2 separate regions of the Bombyx mori genome follow, and region 1 is linked to region 2. The links are chromatin contacts, called in public Hi-C maps. All regions are on one chromosome and are shown on one strand. Each heading gives the region's core, a stretch centred on a gene start, on an enhancer-like site or on the middle of the called end of the contact. The rest is flanking DNA. Distances are from core to core; before and after follow the strand shown. Region 1 overlaps LOC101738072. Region 2 holds the start of LOC101743348 (protein Fe65 homolog).

Region 1 (3,087 bases), core at 407-2,906, 39 kb before region 2:
GTCTCCTAAAAATACTTGGTTGAACTGGTGCAAAATGTTATGGGAAAATAGTAATCGTGGTTAATCAGTCATCATCATTTGAACTCATCATTGCCGAAAGGATAAGGCGCCCGGTACATTCGATTCAGTTGTATCAAGCTTTTTTTTTATTCTATAACTAGTAGGTGAGCTCACGGGGCTCAAACCTGATGACGTTGCTAACACGAACCCTAGCAAGAGCCGTGCTTCGCAGAATCTACCACCGGATCGGAAACGCGACCCACTGAGAAGATCCGGCGAGAAACTCAGTGGGCTGTGTCTGAGGGTTAATTTACTCGTCGAGCCCTTCTTCGCAAGCGACGGGTTCGACGAGAACGATTACCGGTGCTTGAGGTACCTAAAAGCACCGTTAGTGGATCGGGAGGATCCGAAATGACGTGTGTATCAAGCGATGCGACTAGACTGAATAAAATAATAAGCAACACTGCCATACTAACTACCGGCGGTAGTTTTTCTTCTTAAATGAACTTCGATTTTAATGCGAGAGGAAACGGCGCGTGTTATCAGTCGTCGCGTCCGCTGCGATGAGTAGTGTGCAATTGGTACACTTAAAATGTTTTGAAATAATGATAGTGGACCGTAATGTTTTGACTTGAATTGGTTGCTTTTAGGTTAGATTAATTACATGTACCCTTCTTTATTACGGCCAGATTATTTCACTTTTTAATTGTCTATCCACCTTGAGACATTAGTGAGAAGTCTCAATCGAATTGTAATATCAGATGCTATATTTTTGTGGTATGGTATAACGCCCAATAAGGTCTACTACTACTACTGCGCTGGCGGCCAGTCCGACACTTGGAGCGCGCGTAAAATTGCTTGCACAGCGTCAGACCAGCGGTACTGGGGTCTCCCTACGGGGCGGCGTCCCTCCGGTACACCTAATTAAACTTATATTACTATGAGGTCTACCGCAAGTCGTCGTGGCCTAACGGATAAGACGTCCGGTGCATTCGTGTTGAGCGATGCACCGGTTCTCGATAGCGTAAAAGTTGACTCAAATTTGTATGGAGTTGCAACGTTTACCGCTATGGAAGCTGTGCTGAAACACGTGTGTGAAACACACTGCTTTAACTGTGTTAAAATTCAGACTGTGTCGATAGGTTCCGATAATCACTAAATGCCATGGATCGAGAGCTGATTCGCGGTTCTATGCAATATAAGTTACATACAGATATAATTTTTAGAGTAATAAATGTGTTTCTGATAAAGTATGATTAATTATCTCGATTCTAAGCGAATGTTTTTCGGCAGGCGGAGCTAGTGGCGGCAGTAAGGCGACGAGGACGCGGTGATGGCAGTGATGATGAAGAGGACCTCGGCCTACCCCAGAGCCCACCAGCCTCACCCCCGACTGATAAAGTTGATAAGGTAAGATCCACGTTTGTTTCTCAGCTATTAGAGTGACTTTACTTTCACTATACTGAACTCCTAGGTAGAAATAACTTATATTAGTTAATAACTTTTAGCGTGTAAGAAGTTTAAATTACTTATCTTATCTATATACATATAAAATTAAAATTAAAATTACGAATAAAAATTCACCCGACTAGAGTGCTCTGAGATAGAACTTACACGTACATAATAGAAATGAAAAATGAATAGGCTTTTGATTGCAGTAGCGCCATCTATTGTCAACTTATCGAATTTAAAAATAGGAATCCTTCGTTTCATTTTTTTTTTATTTCATGCATTGGATTAGCAAACGATATAAAATATGTAGGAGTCTGTAGATACTGAGTTGACAAATCTACGACTTTTTAAAGATTGTACAACGCCACCTATTATGCATTCACTTTCATTAGGTTTTACAGTTCACCTAGCTACGACAGATGTCGCTAATTATTACTTAAATGTTGAATATTCAAAAAAAATCTTCGAAATATTATTCGAAATTAATTGTTTAGCATTCTTTAACTGCTAACAACAGCAGTTACAATAATAAGTACCCACCAAGTGTAACTTGACTAATCAAAACAAGCTACGATTACGATAGAAATAAAATAAAGATGATGGTATATCGCACCTTTAAAATTGAAGTGGCTAATGCAAAATTCTTGTTTCTTTGTAAACTCCAAAAACGTAACTGAGGGATTGTAATTTTTGTTTTATATTAATACTGATGCACTTGATTTAAAAGAGACTGAAATAATACGTATGTCTTTTTGCGGACTAAAAGAGATTGTTTAATTTTATAGACTGATAGAAGACATGTTTGCAAATCGTTCCAAGTATCTATAAGACTCATTTTCAAAAAACAATTTAGTTAAGTCATTTCGATTCTACACGTGCGATATTATTAATCTAAGAATATCTTTCGCAAGCCCTTCACAAATCCGGCGATGCTTGAAGGACGCATTATCCAAACAAGCTAATTCTTAATACGATTATAAACCTACCTAAACATGGCTTACCGTTTAGGATAGCATTGACAATGGATCAAGCGAAAAAAACCGGAGTTTGAGATTCTAAAGACTTGTGTATCCTTCTCCGCTAAAAACGCTAAAAACTTACACGAGAGATGGTTAAAATTACGGTTTTACGTACTTCCAATAGGAATTTGCCTTCAAATATGTAAAGAAAACTGTAACAACAGACAGTTAATGTGACAAAAATATTATGTTCAAACGGATAATGTTCATATTCATAATCTGATAATACGCACCAGTCGTATTGATATTTCAAACATATTAATATTAATACGTGAAGCAAAAATTTTGTATCCTTTTTTACGAAAATTGCGCGGACTTATAGAGAATATAGAGAAGAAGTGCACAATGCTAATATTTTTTTAAAATAATGCATAAAAGATACATTAAATCAATAAAGAAAACATTACACACACTACACATCATGTATTTGACGCACACACGCATGCATACTATTTATTGTCAAACTTTTGTTCTTGACGTCTGCTGTCAAATTGAGAATAGGTTAAATATTGTTTGATTTTGTTAATATTTTTTATAGTGTATCTTGGCGAAATTTGTGATTATAGAAGTATCAAATACAATCATAATAATGTACAAACTTACAATTCCAATTAAT
Region 2 (2,892 bases), core at 211-2,710:
TAATTCCCGCCAAATGCCAAACGACCATAGAGTTAGTGGTAGGTACCATTGAAGTCTATAGTAGGTACTTATTAACTCCATGCAAACGACAGATTGCAATAGATAAAAACACATAATATTTGAATACACTTGAAACTGGAACCAACGATCTTTGGGAGCGACTCTGTGTTTCATTCAATGCTTGTTAAAATGCTATCGAAGACATCATTCGAAAAATAAGCAGCATTTATAAGCAAAGTGTAATTAACTCCCCTAGCGACAATCTTAAATAATACAATTAATATTAAGAGCCACGATTGTAATGCAAAAAACGGAGGCAATCTTTTGACAAATAGTATTCTAAAATGAAGGCAGATGGCGTTTATATAAATTATAATTTAAAATTAAATTACTATTATCATTTTAAAAAGATCGTGTGATTTGATTTGCAAGTAAATAAATTTATAAAATAAATATTTATAAAAAACATTTCTCAATTCCATAAGAATTGAATTTTTCAACCACTGACACTAAGAGCATAATATTGGAATTTTTTATTTTTGTTTCCCCTACCTTTTCGTTAGTAGCCTAAGAGGCTATTCCATCTACGCCAGGACGGGTAGGTGAGCTCACGGGCTCAACCAGAGAGAATTTGCTAGCACTGGCCCTAGCAAGAGCAGTGCTTCGCAGAATCTACCACCGGATCGGAATCGCGACCCACTGAGAAGATCCGGCGAGAAAGTTAGTGGGCTGTGTGGGTTAGTTCGCTCGGCGAACGTCGGACGGTCACCGGCGCTTGAGGATCCTAAAAGCACCGAGAGTGAATCTGGGAGATACGACAAGACATTTTTCGGGCTACGGCGGTGGCTTTGCGTTGGCCGTCGAGGTCGGATAAGTAATTAACGGCGGTCACGATAAGAGGGTTTTCGTGTCGCTCCGCTATATCGAAGTAACGTTCTGACACTTCCTTAAGATACCTAAATGTCGGTACTAGATTTAGGTCGTCGTGAAGATCTACATTTCTCGCATACCACGGTGCCCCGACGGCTATCCTGCAGAAAGGGGATTGGATGACCAGTTATATTCTACTCCCCAGAGCGCAATCACGGCACGTATATTTGCATGACCAGTAAACCAAACTTATTGTGCCACAGACGCTTTGAAATTCTTACAGAATGTGAATATTCCTCTCGTATTTTATTTAAAAAATATTATTTTTATGAACTTATTATTTAGCTACAGGTTTTTTCTTCACAACAACAGTTAATATTCTTCATAATAAATACCAGATGGCGATTCATCAACTTTCATGGGTTCCTGTTTTCACCAAAATTGATAATTTTATAAACAATTACAATATCTTTGTTTGGCATCTAAAAATCTATACCATAAACAGAGGGCAGATAATCTGAACGCATCGGAACGTCAAGGGGTGGGTGAGGGTTCTTAACGCATGCGCCCTCTGCAACCCCTCTAACTAACCCCTCCAAGCGAAGACTCCATTTTACTGACATTCCTTACGAAATATCTCTACGAAAATTGAACTCAAAACATATATTGGACGATTGATAAACTTAGAAACACGTTTTCCCACAGTGAAGTGTTTGTTGATTGTAAATTTTACAAAAAAAAAAACGAAGGATCTCCGCGCGTGCGTTCGTAATTACGTAATATTTTTTTATTCGTACGTCCTCTGATCTTGAAGAATTTCTATAGTTATACGGTGAGTGATAATTAGCTTGTTTAATAAAGTAATTCAAACTAAATATCATCAGCTCATATACATATCAGCTTAATTTGGTCGATTATAGTTGTTTCTCGTGAACCAAATTTATAGATTTTTAATTAAGAACAAGCTTAGTATTCGCAAGACACTACTCCTAAACTAATTAGTATCGTAATTGAGTTTTCTTCAGAAATGAAATATGAAACTGTACAATGTACTGTTTGAATAGTAAACCTAATCGATATCTATATTTTATCATTCAAATTAATGGAATGTTGTTTTCGAATCAATATAGGTCAACATTTTCGAGAATTAATCGATTGATATTTGCTTCAGAAGGCTACCTACTTTAGTGGCGCAAAGCGATTTGAACCGTTTTGTTACAATTACAATTTTTACAATTTTCAAATCACAAATTTGATTAAAGAAGATTTTCATTTATAAGTCATACAAAATAATAGAAAACTTCAGTTCTCTAGTTACCCTTGAGGATAAAAATATGAGTGAAAAAGTGAGTATATATTTAATTAGAGAATTCCGCAAAGATTGTTTGTTTTGGTACTAGTGTCGTAGCGACATCTGTCAACGAATAGCAGAAGCTTGAATTATGCCAACAATAACTACAAGAAATTAATTCGAGTTCTTAACAATAACATTCGCACCATCGTGTTATATAATCTATATATTCTAAAAAAGAAAATCGTGTTAGTTACACTATTTATAACTCAAGAACGGCTGAACTGATTTGGCTGAAAATGGGTGAGGAGGTAGCTTAGAACCAGGAGAAGGACATAGGATACTTTTTATCATGTTCCCATGGGACGTGACATAAAACATGGTATAACAAAACGCAACTGATATGGAATAACAAAACGCAACTGACAGCTACACGTAATATATTCTATGGTTAATTATAGTAGAATTTTGAAGTTGATCGGTTGATGTGTTTGAAACAAACCGTGTGGCGGAACAAAATTCGCCAGGTCCACTGGTATGAAATATCCATCACCACGTCATATTCCCTCACTGAGCTTCCGCGGAAGAAGTTCACTTTGCAAAAAAAAGCAGGGACTACATTGAATGAATTCATGGCTTGTATATTAATTTAATTACATATTATTTCCATACAACAACTCAGAATATTACTATATTAATGGCGTTCTGTGAGACTGCATAAATTGGATTTT

What was found. Hi-C and Micro-C count contacts between places; a contact is called where the count stands out from the background.
Region 1: a contact with region 2 is called in a Hi-C map of midgut, with 3 times the contacts expected there. The contact joins the enhancer-like site here to the promoter of LOC101743348 in region 2. A contact is called at or near these places in 3 of 7 Hi-C or Micro-C datasets (midgut and whole pupa).

What each region holds. Positions count from the first base shown.
Region 1 is chr14:12,021,675-12,024,761 of ASM3026992v2, reverse strand. It overlaps LOC101738072, which reads left to right. Exons shown (of 12, transcript XM_038015381.2): 7 at 1,294-1,410. Among protein-coding and RNA genes, the nearest start is that of LOC134200127, 21 kb to the right of the region's middle. Within about 2 kb of position 1,656, at least 4 of the 8 cell types and tissues checked have open chromatin away from gene starts, as enhancers often do.
Region 2 is chr14:11,982,593-11,985,484 of ASM3026992v2, reverse strand. It overlaps LOC101743348 (protein Fe65 homolog), which reads left to right and starts at 1,460. Exons shown (of 13, transcript XM_012688399.4): 1 at 1,460-1,702.